Regions from separate parts of the Zea mays genome. Here region 2 is linked to region 1. Evidence: chromatin contacts called from public Hi-C data. All regions are on one chromosome and are shown on one strand. The core of a region is the stretch at or near the end of the contact, and the rest is flanking DNA. Distances in the headings are between cores, read along the strand shown. Region 1 holds the start of LOC103649908 (transcription factor bHLH162). Region 2 overlaps LOC100304403.

What was found. A called contact is a pair of places that touch in the nucleus more often than the background predicts.
Region 2: a contact with region 1 is called in a Hi-C map of leaf, with 5 times the contacts expected there. The contact joins the enhancer-like site here to the promoter of LOC103649908 in region 1. A contact is called at or near these places in 6 of 25 Hi-C or Micro-C datasets (leaf and tassel) and 1 of 3 datasets of contacts at active chromatin or transcription factors (seedling).

The regions. Positions count from the first base shown.
Region 1 is chr3:29,777,030-29,779,729 of Zm-B73-REFERENCE-NAM-5.0, reverse strand. It overlaps LOC103649908 (transcription factor bHLH162), which reads left to right and starts at 1,376. Exons shown (of 3, transcript XM_008675593.3): 1 at 1,376-1,803; 2 at 1,934-2,356. The coding sequence starts at 1,633.
Region 2 is chr3:29,924,257-29,926,974 of Zm-B73-REFERENCE-NAM-5.0, reverse strand. It overlaps LOC100304403, which reads left to right. Exons shown (of 21, transcript NM_001165839.1): 21 at 852-1,086. The coding sequence ends at 899. Among protein-coding and RNA genes, the nearest start is that of LOC100304403, 36 kb to the left of the region's middle. Within about 2 kb of position 1,289, at least 11 of the 20 cell types and tissues checked have an H3K27ac peak or open chromatin away from gene starts, as enhancers often do. A contact at or near this core is called in leaf and seedling, where this site is marked.

The sequences.
Region 1 (2,700 bases), core at 127-2,626:
GAGACCAGCCTAGCGCACCGGACACTGTCCGGTGCACCACCGGACAGTCCTGTGTGCCAGTCCGAGCTGAAGTTTGGCTGCTCACAACCAAGTCTTTTGCAATCTGATTCCTCTCTTTTCGGCACTGTTTCTAGCACTTAGACAAACAATGTTAGTTCACAAAAACAATGTACTAAGTCTATAAACGTACCTTTTACTTTGATTTGCATATTTCACACATTTAGCATATTAGTACTGAAATAATGTGTTGGGCATCTAATCACCAAAATACTTATAGAAATTGCCCAAGGGCACATTTCCCTTTCACTTATGCCTCACGTCATGGAATAGAAGCATACATATAGACAGATTAATAAAGAATTAGAGATGTTTGAATGCATTAAAGCTAATAGTTAATTGACTGAAAATTGTTAGTGAAATTAGCTAGCTAACAAATAGCTAGCTAACTATTAGTTAATTTACTAAAAGAGGTTAATATCTCAACTATTAACTATACTGTTTTGATGTCTTTAGCTAATTTTAACAGCTAATTATTAGCTCTAGTGTATTCATACACCCTTTAATTAGCAAAGTGATCCGACATAATGTTAACATTTTTTCAAAATTTAAACGTGGAGACAACATGGAACCAAAACAACTTGTGCTTTCATATAGTACGAAAATAAACTATTATATTGTACTGCAAATTTACACGTTTGGAGGCCCTAAATATTTAGGGCCCTGTTCCAGTGCAAAGCTCATACACCCTCTGGCACGGGGCTGGTGGTACTCGATAAAGAATGTTTTACCGAGTGTCCGATAAAATATACTCGGTAAAGCGCAAATTCCCAACACTCGGCAAAAATAGCCGAGGGTGGTTACGCCTTGCGTGGCACTCGACTATTGATCGCTGCCACTGTCAGCGACGCGAGGTGCGGCCGGTCATGCCTACGTCGCCCCGGCTTGCGTCATCAGCTCCACGCAACCCATGCCGGCCGGCAGCGCGCCGTGCATGTCGTTACGTAGTACCACATGTGTGCACCGAATCATTTTATTAGTCGTTACTCAGGAGGACGTGGCTCGCTGCCTAGACTGGCTCTGTTTCAATCTGCTATGGCTATGCCTTAACACTTGATAGCAAGCTCTACCTTTATATTTTTTACTGCTGAGTAATAGTAAGAATGTGTGTGTGTGTGTGGTTCATATAAATAAATATGTAAATTCCTCTGTGGACTGTAGATCTCCATATGTAGGCCATAGGCAATCTAGCTAGCTGTCCCGGCCGCGGCCCGCCACAATAAATATATTGTCCGTTGGGGCCACCATTAGTTGAGCTCTCGTACGTCCACTCTTTTTTTTTCTCATAATAACAATCTTCTGGTCCATATGTTCCTGTATGTACACACGTGCATGTAAAGTGATGTATGCTTGCTCTCAACTGAACTACTGAAGTCAGGTCTTGTATATGCCCACTGCACCTGCCTGCGCCTATGCGTGCATGTGGGTTCTTGCCACTGTTACTGGCTTCTTATATCTAGACCAGTAGCCGCCACTTCTGCCTCTTTTTATACCAGTCCCGGTGCTGCGGAACACACAGAGCGAGGTATCTAGAGACAGAGAGGGCTGTGTGGAGAGAGAGAGAGAGAGAGATCGATGGAGATGAGAGCGAAGAAGAGCAGCAGAAGCAGCACGAGCAACACCAGCGGCAGCACGACGACCACGGCGGTGGAGAGGAAGGAGATCGAGAGGAGGAGGAGGCAGCAGATGAAGAGCCTCTGCGCCAAGCTCGCCTCCCTCATCCCGAAAGAACACTACTCCTCCAAGGTCATGTGTATTCGAATTACAATTACGGCTGTTTGGTACCAAAGGTCTAGCTAGTTAATTGCTAGCTATTAGCCATATATATGCTCGCCCATCCAGAGATAGTAAATTCTGTATGTACAACGAAGCACAGGATGCTATGACCCAGCTGGGTAGCCTAGACGAGGCAGCCACGTACATAAAGAGACTCAAGGAGAGGGTGGAGGAGCTGCGGCACAAGAGCGCCTCTGCACGGCTCTTGGCCGCTGGCAGTGGCACGAGACGAGGCGGAGGAGGAGGAGGCGCCTCCACATCGTCGGCAGCGACGACCACGGCGAGCGGTGGCGCAGGATCATCTGAAGAAGCCGGCCGGCGGGAGGACGACATGCCGCCGGCGGTGGTAGAGGTTCGGCAGCACAATGACGGGTCAAGCCTGGACGTGGTGCTCATCAGCAGCGCGGCGCGACCCTTCAAGCTGCACGAGGTGGTCACCGTGCTGGAGGAAGAAGGCGCCGAGACCGTCAACGCCAACCTCTCCGTCGCCGGCACCAAAATCTTCTACACCATCCACTGCAAGGTACGTACGTACGTACGTAGGTAGGACCGTAGGAGTACTACATCACAATTCTCTCTGCTCTTTTTCTTTCAAAGCTTCAGCCTTCTGCTCTTTATGTTTATTCCGTTTTACAATAAATATCGGTAGAACATAAATGAGTTCAAATAAAAGGGTTGTTAATTATAATTTTTGTAGCCTTTTTGGATCTACACTTTTTATTTTAGACATTTCTTTATCCAATATCGTTTGAAAATTTTAAATTTTAAATATGAGAAAATTTAAAAAACGTAATTTATTTATCCAATATCATTTTTTGTTATTTTTCTATCCGATGTTATTCAAAAAATTGAACTTTAAATATGAGG
Region 2 (2,718 bases), core at 40-2,539, 150 kb before region 1:
GGTTGAACAGTGGTGGTACTTGTTCTAAATTTATTAGCATGTTTGATGGCACCGCACAACATTCACCTCTTCTCTGGAACACTATCAGTAGACAAATATAAAACTATGGACTTGCTGAATTGTTGGTAGTTTGTTCTGTATGATTGAGACTTGTATGCTTTTACCATATATGTTCTTCTAAAAACCTTTTTAAGTTAGGTCACCAAAATCTATTGTCGTGTCGCTTCTTATGTCATTTTGAATGTCATGGGACTCCTGTTGATCTGATCTGCGGCATGACAATTACGTTGTATCTTGGTTAACACCGACAAATATACTATTTAAATAGATGTTTTTTTGTGGGGTGGGCGGTGGAGGCACCCAAAGTGTGCCTCATCTTATATTTATCAAATAAATTGTTCTTTTAATCATCACAGATGGTGTCTAGGAAGCTCCATCATGTGATAAAAAATGCCATTGCCTGTTGTTCCTGAACCTGCATGTTTTTAGAGAATCTGTTCTGCCAGTGTAGAGTGCGTTAGTGTACAAATGGTGACTTGGCACGTATGTGCTTCCACGATCATCCCCTTGTGTCATCCACCCTTTAAAGGCTTGTTCGGTTATTTTCAATCCATATGGATTGGAGGGGATTGATACGGATTAAGAGGGATTTTGATTTACTAGGGATTGAAACCCTCTCAATCCCCCTCAATCCATATGGATTGGGGTAGAACCGAACAAGCCCTAAAGAGATGGAATGGAAAAAAACATGGTGAGCTGATTGCTGATATTGAACTGGTGCATCATGTGCGCATTTATACCTGCCTGCTGTTTCAACACTAAACGTGAAATGTCTACCTTCAATTTCGCAGGCTCTTGAGAGAAGAGGAAGAAGAAAGAAGGGTCTTTTCTTCAAGTAGTTTCAGCTATATTACACTTGTTTCTACGCTGCTTCTAATGTATGTATGTAGCATTTTGGTTGATCGGCGTGGTGCACAAGTGTTCTGTTTCTGTAAAATACTAGACGATTGTGTTGTAAAACTAACCAAAATGCCAAGTACACATGTTAATATTTTCTGCCCCACTCAGAAGAGCTAGAGTTTTGCCATAACGAGTGCAGCTCCGCGTTTGGCTTCCAGGCACAGCTAGATATAGTTCAATAATGTAATCGGGTGAAAAAGAATTGGGCGGCCCCAGAAGATGCTCTTTGAGATTTTATCTTTGCCAGGAGTCGTCCGCCCTACACCTGGTGGGCGGTGTCTGCCTGCCTGGCTTGTGACTTCAAAATTGGCAGCGTGGAGATGATGAGGTCACGGTTCACGCCCGAGAAATAACTAGCATGGCCATGGCCATCGATCCGCTAGGTCTGCGAGTAGGTTTCATACGTGACACTGATACGCCAGAAACAGAATGGACCGGCCTTACATATGTACAAATCACATAGGTATCCACACTGTTCAGAAATCTTATCTTTTGGTGCATGATCTGCTGTTTTGTCGCAGTGTGTGTCACGATCCCTTACCATACACGTTCGGTCCAGTTCACATAGGAGCACACTACAGTGACCGTTGAGCACAACGTGAAATCATCAAATTTGATGAATAGTAAGGTTCGAACAAGTTGAAGAGACAAACCGTCTCGATCTTACAAGATAATACTCCCTCCGTCTCAAAATATAATCCGTTTTAGACTAATCACATATTCATTAAGTAACATATGAATGCAATTTTTATGTATGTCTATATTTATCATCATTTGAATAAATTTGGACGGAAAAAAGTATTCTAGAAAGAACTATATTTCAGAACGGAGTGAGTATAATTATAAGATAATATTGAGTCAAATCAAATAACGGGGCGTTTGGATCCCTTCATTTTAGAGGAATTGGAATTCACTCAATAAAGTAACTTATTTAGTTTGGAATTTGACATTCCACCACTTTCTAAATTTCAGATATAAGCCTATCTTAAATTCATGGGGTGGAGGGTGAGAAATGATTTTATGCATTACTAGAATTGGTTTCTAATCTATAATTTACATGACACTCTTCGTCTCACTTCCCTATAGTAAAAATGTAGCACATAAATATCTCCGACATCTTGCTAATAATAGTATACAAATATATTTTGCATAAAACTGAATTAGCTTAATTGATATATGTCTAAATTACTATTATTAGAATGGAATTCAATTCTAATGATCCAAACGGGCTGTAAGTTTAAATTTAATTAGACTTATAAAAAAAGCAACGATGCTTATATCTACTACTCTCCCTCCATCCTAAAATATAGTTCATTCTAGCCATCTTTTATCTATCCACATTTGAGTGAATAATAATGAATATAGATATGCATATAAACTACATTCATGATTAATTAATTAATATATGTTTAGCCTAAAACGAATTATATTTTGGATGGATGGAGCACTAAATAGGTGTTGTTGTAAGTATTCGTTACGGAAAAGTATCTTTATATAGTGTTGTTACTTGATCCAACTTAGGGTCCATTTAGATGTAGATATTGGAGATGTTAGAATTGAATTGCATCCAATACCAAATCTGTCTAATATTGAAAATGAGTTGTAATACAAATCTATTGTTTGGATGTACCTGGAATTGCAATTCCCGTCAATACAGAGGGTCTAGTCTCTAAATTATGAGAGACAACTTTTAGTCATAGTCCAATGTTGAGGAATTGACTTTAATTACAACTCTAAATTCATTAGCCATCAAACAAC